Regions from separate parts of the Bicyclus anynana genome. Here region 1 is linked to region 2. Evidence: chromatin contacts called from public Hi-C data. All regions are on one chromosome and are shown on one strand. Each heading gives the region's core, a stretch centred on a gene start, on an enhancer-like site or on the middle of the called end of the contact. The rest is flanking DNA. Distances are from core to core; before and after follow the strand shown.

Region 1 (2,836 bases), core at 279-2,778, 51 kb before region 2:
TCGAGCCTCCTCTCACAATGAGAGGGGTTAGGCCAATAGTCTACCACGCTGGCCCAATGCGGATTGGCACACTTCACCCACGCATAGAATTAAGAAAATTCTCTGGTATGCAGGTTTCCTCACGATGTTTCACTTGGCTACCACGGCTATCCTCGACCATTTCTTTACCATTGATTTATTCAGGCTTGAATTCATTAATCAAACACCTAACAACTTTTAATGAGAATGCCGTATTTTAATACCATTATAGTAAAACTGGCAACCCTGGCCAAATGATTATCCATGCTAGTAGAAATCCGATACCTCAGTGAATTAGCACCTAGATTTATGTAGGTACCTAAGTACTTAGTGGGCGCGGTTTTACGAGTACATTATTAGATACAATCCAATATTCGTTTACTGAAACGATTTTTTTATTAGGGAAAAATAACTCAATGAGCCGTGATAGCCCAATGGATATGATCTTTGCCTCCGATTCTGGAGGGTGTGGGCTCGAATTCGGTCCGGGGCATGCACCTCCAACTTTTCAGTTATGTGCATTTTAAGAAATTAAATATCACGTGTCACAAACGGTGAAGGAAAAACATCGTGAGGAAACCTGCATACCAGAGAATTTATTTCTCTGCGTGTGTGAAGTCTGCCAATCCGCAATAGGCCAGCGTGGTGGCTATTGGCCTAACCCCTCTTATTCTGAGAGGAGACTCGAGCACAGCAGTGAGCCGAATGTGAGTTGATAATGATGATGATAAAAAAACTCAAATCATGCGGCATGCCTGATGCCCACGTGGAATGGTATGGTAGCAACGACATTTTATATTATAGACATGTTACGTGCGTACAAAATCACCGCAAAAAGTGATCTGAATTTAGTTACCACACTGAGCGCACACATGCACAATATTGCGTTTACTTCACTTCCACAACTCAACATTGTTGGCAATATTTGGATATTATTTGTTTAAATAACTTCCGTTGTGTACTATGGCTACTAAATGAAATTAAGACAATTAGCCACTTCAGTTTTTAGACGTAACATATCTACATAAATATATAATATAAGTAAAGGTAAAATTGAGCATGTGTGCGCTCAGTGAAGTAGCTAATTTCCAATCACTTTTGTGATGTTGTAGGCACATAACCTGTCTAATAGTATAAAATCTTGGGCTAGATATGGATAGAGTAGGTACGATTAATAAAACCAATATAAATTATATGTTCAACCATATATTTTAAAGGTCTAATTTTCAGAAGATGAAGATTATTTAGACTAATTTGTTTTATATCTTCTAACAAATTAAATCAAATTATTATTATTCAAGCTACAATCGGAACGCACCTTGTCATTATTTAATATCACGCCATCTATGTTGCCATTGAAGTAACTCTACGCAACACTTGGTTTCTATTATAGAGGCAATTTAAATGAAGTTACAGCTTTCTTGATTAAGTTTATTTATTGAAAAGATTCATTTACTAAGAAATTTCAATAATACATTAATATTTTGAAAGTTATATCGATTATTCGCTGCAATTTGAATAGTGGCGGGATTTCGTTCTTACAGCGCTACCTTGCGTGTAAACTCGTAAACGTCAGTGAACAAAGAGAGGCAGCAGCCACTACCGAAATTAAGGTTGTGTTCTATCTCTGTTCGATGAACGCGTACGTTTTATGTGCGAACGGGACGGCGCCATCACTTTGGCCATCAATTCATAACCATCTTTCTTTCTTGTGCAACTGTTTCTCGTCGGTCGTGTTCTAGGATCAAGTGCGAACGCAGGATGGACGCCATTCGTGCGAGATAAATTGTGATAAATTGTGGCATCGCTCGCGTAGCGACAGGCGAAGGCGTGCGGAGTGGCGAGTGGAGACAGTGCGTGCATCAGTGGCGGGCGTGGAGTATGCTATATGTGTAACTGGTGTCGGGGCGTCCGGGTGGCCTCGGTGCGCGGAGAGTGCGGAGAGCGCGGAGAGCACGGAGAGCGGCTCGGGCGAGGCGGGCCGCGCGGACCATGGCGGGCGCGAGCTGATCGGGCGGCCGCGGCGTCCGCTCGCGCTCCGCCGGCCCCATGCGAGCGCCGGAGGGTTTATGGGTATCTGCGTGAGCTGCCGGCGCCGCGACCGCAAGGCACCCGAGAAGCGTTGGGTGCCGGCCACGGGCGGGCCCGCTAAGGGCGCGGCGGCAGAGCTGCTCCCGCGGCGCTGGCCCCTCACAGCCATGGCCAACTCCATCTCCAACATCAAGATGACCAACCCTATCAAGGGCATGGTGAGCAAGCGCCGCATCCGCTACATGAAGGACGGTTTCAATTTGGACTTGGCATGTATCCTTTTTGTGTAGTGATTAGTGATAAGTTGGGATGCCCCCGCAGACCCTGGTAAGTGGCGCAGAACCCGCGGCGCGTCGGGAACCACCGATTCTACGCACTCAGTAGGTTTCTCGTCGTAGTTTTTACGAGCGCTAGCATAACCTGTATGTGGCGTCCGTATCGCCAGTTCGCGTATTTGAGGTTATAACGCGAGATACGACTCGACATATTCAGTTCCTGTCGAGATTTACAATTGTAAACAGTCAAGAAAGTGATCAAACATATTGTGTACACACCTACACCATTTGCTGTGTGTCAATGTATGCTGCTTGTACAAAAAGGCAACAGTTTGATATGGGGTTAGCTATACATGTATACATATCTGATATCTTGCATAGCAACAGCTCAAATAACCTATATTTATAGCTAGTCACAGCATATTACATAGATAGTATCTGATAAACAGTTAGAAACTTGTAGATAGTAACATTGTGTATTTTAGGGAAGCCTTGGACCAATCAATGTCACT
Region 2 (2,964 bases), core at 326-2,825:
GGTTGGCGTATTTCGAGAAAAGCCCGCGAAACCTTTTACTGGAAGCGGTTTGCGGCTTGGCCATCAGGGTCTTCGTGTCGTATGCGTGCGGTATTGCATGTTGTAAAAATAAAAGCTTTTTTTTATTCTTTACAAGTTAGCCCTTGACTACAATCTTACCTGATGGTAAGAGATGATGCAGTCTAAGATGGAAGCGGGCTAACTTGTTAGGAGGAGGATGAAAATCCACTCCTTTCGGTTTCTACACAACATCGTACCGGAACGCTAAATCGCTTGGCGGTACGTCTTTGGCGGTAAGGTGGTAACTAGCCACGGCCGGAGCCTAACACCAGCCAGGACCAATTAAGAAAATCTCAATCTGCCCAGCTGGGGATCGAACCCAGGACCTCCGTTTTGTAAATCCACCGCGCATACCACTGCGCCACGGAGGCCGTCAAAGTCCAAGTCAAGCTTTTTAGTAGATACTAAAAAGCTTGACTTGGACTTTGACGGCATAGACATGCTGCAGGGATATGATAAAAACAGGGATTTGTTAAATTCCCTAAGGAATTTGATCAAATCATTGAAAATGTTAAAATAACTACACCATTTTTTCTTTTCCCTAAACAAATTTAGTGAATTAAACAGATCCGTGAACTGGGGTACCGACGTTTGCCCGAATGTTATTTGCCCTACCCCGACTCGGATAGGATAGGTTAGGTTAGCTTTTTTTTTAAACCACCCATATAAAGAAGCCCCGCGAAGAAAACTTCCTCTTTTAGGTTATAACCTATCATTTCACTGAACCAGTTCAGGGATTAGTTCAATTCACTAAATTTGTTTAGGGAAAGGATAAAATCGTGTTGTTATTTTAACATCCTCCATGATTTGATCAAATCCCTTAGGGAATTTACCAAATCCCTGTTTTTATGATATCCCTGCAACATCTATATAATTATACTAGCAGACACCACGCGGTATCGCCCGTGTAGTTCTGTGACTAAACGGAGATAAACTGTAGCCTATGACAATCATAGATAACGTGGCCACGATACCGCAATATCTTAAAAAACATCGGTACAGTAGATCCAGAGATTACCCCCACAACCTCACAAACTTTACCTCTTTACGATGTCAGTATAGGTAGATATACTTTTAGAGATATTACTGCCATGTGGATGTTTAAATAACCGTTTCAGCTGAAGATCGTATAGCAAAAAGTTATGCTCGTATGAAGTTACTGTTTCGTTATGTGACTTCAAAACATGAGATCCTGGATCAGGCTTCTGTTTCTTTTTCTTTCTTATATGAAATTTTCAGTAGTTGGGACTGGAATAAGGAGTTCTAATAGTTAGTAGACGTCCGCTAGGAACGGATTTTGCGACAGGGCCGGACTAAGGAATTCTAAGGGCGGATGAAGTCGCACGCGTCCGTTAGTTTATCATAAATTTGATTTTGAAATACAATTTATTTTTGTTTCCAGGTAAAGCGGTATGAGCTGGTGGACCACGCGCCGCCCGGCATCACCCAGATCCAGGAGTTCTGCGAAGACGTGCACCTGTGGCTCAACGAGGACCCGCGCAACGTCGCCGTCGTGCACTGCAAAGCCGGCAAGGGGCGGACAGGTTAGTTCACCTTCTGAAGCTGGGTCATATGTGGTACATCTGGTGGAGCACGCGCCCGGCATCACCCAAATCCAGGAGTTCTGCGAAGACGTGCACTTAGTTCACCTTCTGAAGCTGGGTCATACGTGTTGCATCTGGTGGGTCACGCGCCCGGCATCACCCAGATCAAGGTGCTCTGTGTGGAAGTGCATCTGTGGCTCAACGAAGACCCGCGCAACGACGCCATCGTCCACTGCAAAACTAGCAAGGGGAGGACAGGTTAGCTCACCTTCTGAAGCTGGCTCATATGTGGTACATCTGGTGGACCTCACGTCCGGCGTCACCCAGATCCAGGAGATCTGCGAAGACGTGCACCTTTGGCTCAACGAGGACCCAAGCAATGTCGTCGTCGTGTGTGATCGTCGTGGGTCATATATGGTACATCTGAACGTACTAAACATAAAGTCCAGTTGTAGAACTTAAATAAAAAAATATTATTTTACATGTATGAACATTTGACTCACATGCAATTACGGCTCACATCCTCGCAAATATTTCCTCAAGTATATTTAACTTTTTGATAATGGCGTAATGATGACATCCGGAAAATCTATCAAACCAATAACGTCCGACTAAATCAAGGCGATTGCAGGAGGTCGGTGCTTGCAGGCGTCTTCTTCTCTTCTTTGTTGTTACACTCTTGGTCGTGTTCGTCATTTGGATGTGGTGGCAAGCCTCGCTATCCGTCGCCATTCCTCCCGTAGTGTGGCTCTCCTAGCATCGTAGAGTGATCCATGGAGAGCGGTTTTTACTTGGTCAGTCCACCGCATTGGTGACCTGCCACGTGCTCTTGTGCTCTCCGCCTTTCCTTGCACCACAAGTCTCTCTGGACGTGTCATCTTTTCTTGTAATATGACCAAAGAAAGTCAGTATGCGACATTGGACTATGGAAGAAAGACGCTGTTTGATGCCCAGTTCTTGGTGGATTGAAATGTTGGATCGGAACTGTGTCCAGGATATACCAAGCATTCTTCTCCAGCACCATATTTCTAGAGCGTCTATTTTTCTCGCTTTCTGGCAGGCGGCTAAAGACGTCTAATTAAAAACTTGTATAAGGAAAAAGAATACCTATGCCAAGGAGTCCTGTTGCCCAATTAAAAAAATAGATGTAACGTGTAAGTTTTTCTTCAAGTAATTCTAACTAATAATGGCGTGTGTATAATGTGCTCGTAACTTGTTGTCGCGTCGTTTTTTTATGCCTGCTGTAAGATACATTGCTGAAATTAAGGCGTAGTCTCACTTGGCGTTTTTACTGCTACGAAGTTTCTGTTTGTTCGCTAAATGCAGTAACAGTGGAATTCATAGACGTTGTGGGGGCGCC

The links. Hi-C and Micro-C count contacts between places; a contact is called where the count stands out from the background.
Region 1: a contact with region 2 is called in a Hi-C map of whole body, with 2.5 times the contacts expected there. The contact joins the promoter of LOC112050643 here to the enhancer-like site in region 2. A contact is called at or near these places in 2 of 2 Hi-C or Micro-C datasets (whole body and whole larva).

The regions. Positions count from the first base shown.
Region 1 is chr19:1,805,305-1,808,140 of ilBicAnyn1.1, reverse strand. It overlaps LOC112050643 (phosphatidylinositol 3,4,5-trisphosphate 3-phosphatase and dual-specificity protein phosphatase PTEN), which reads left to right and starts at 1,528. Exons shown (of 10, transcript XM_024088947.2): 1 at 1,528-2,322. The coding sequence starts at 2,088.
Region 2 is chr19:1,754,707-1,757,670 of ilBicAnyn1.1, reverse strand. It overlaps LOC112050643 (phosphatidylinositol 3,4,5-trisphosphate 3-phosphatase and dual-specificity protein phosphatase PTEN), which reads left to right. Exons shown (of 10, transcript XM_024088947.2): 3 at 1,463-1,604. Among protein-coding and RNA genes, the nearest start is that of LOC112050642, 38 kb to the right of the region's middle. Within about 2 kb of position 1,575, at least 7 of the 8 cell types and tissues checked have open chromatin away from gene starts, as enhancers often do.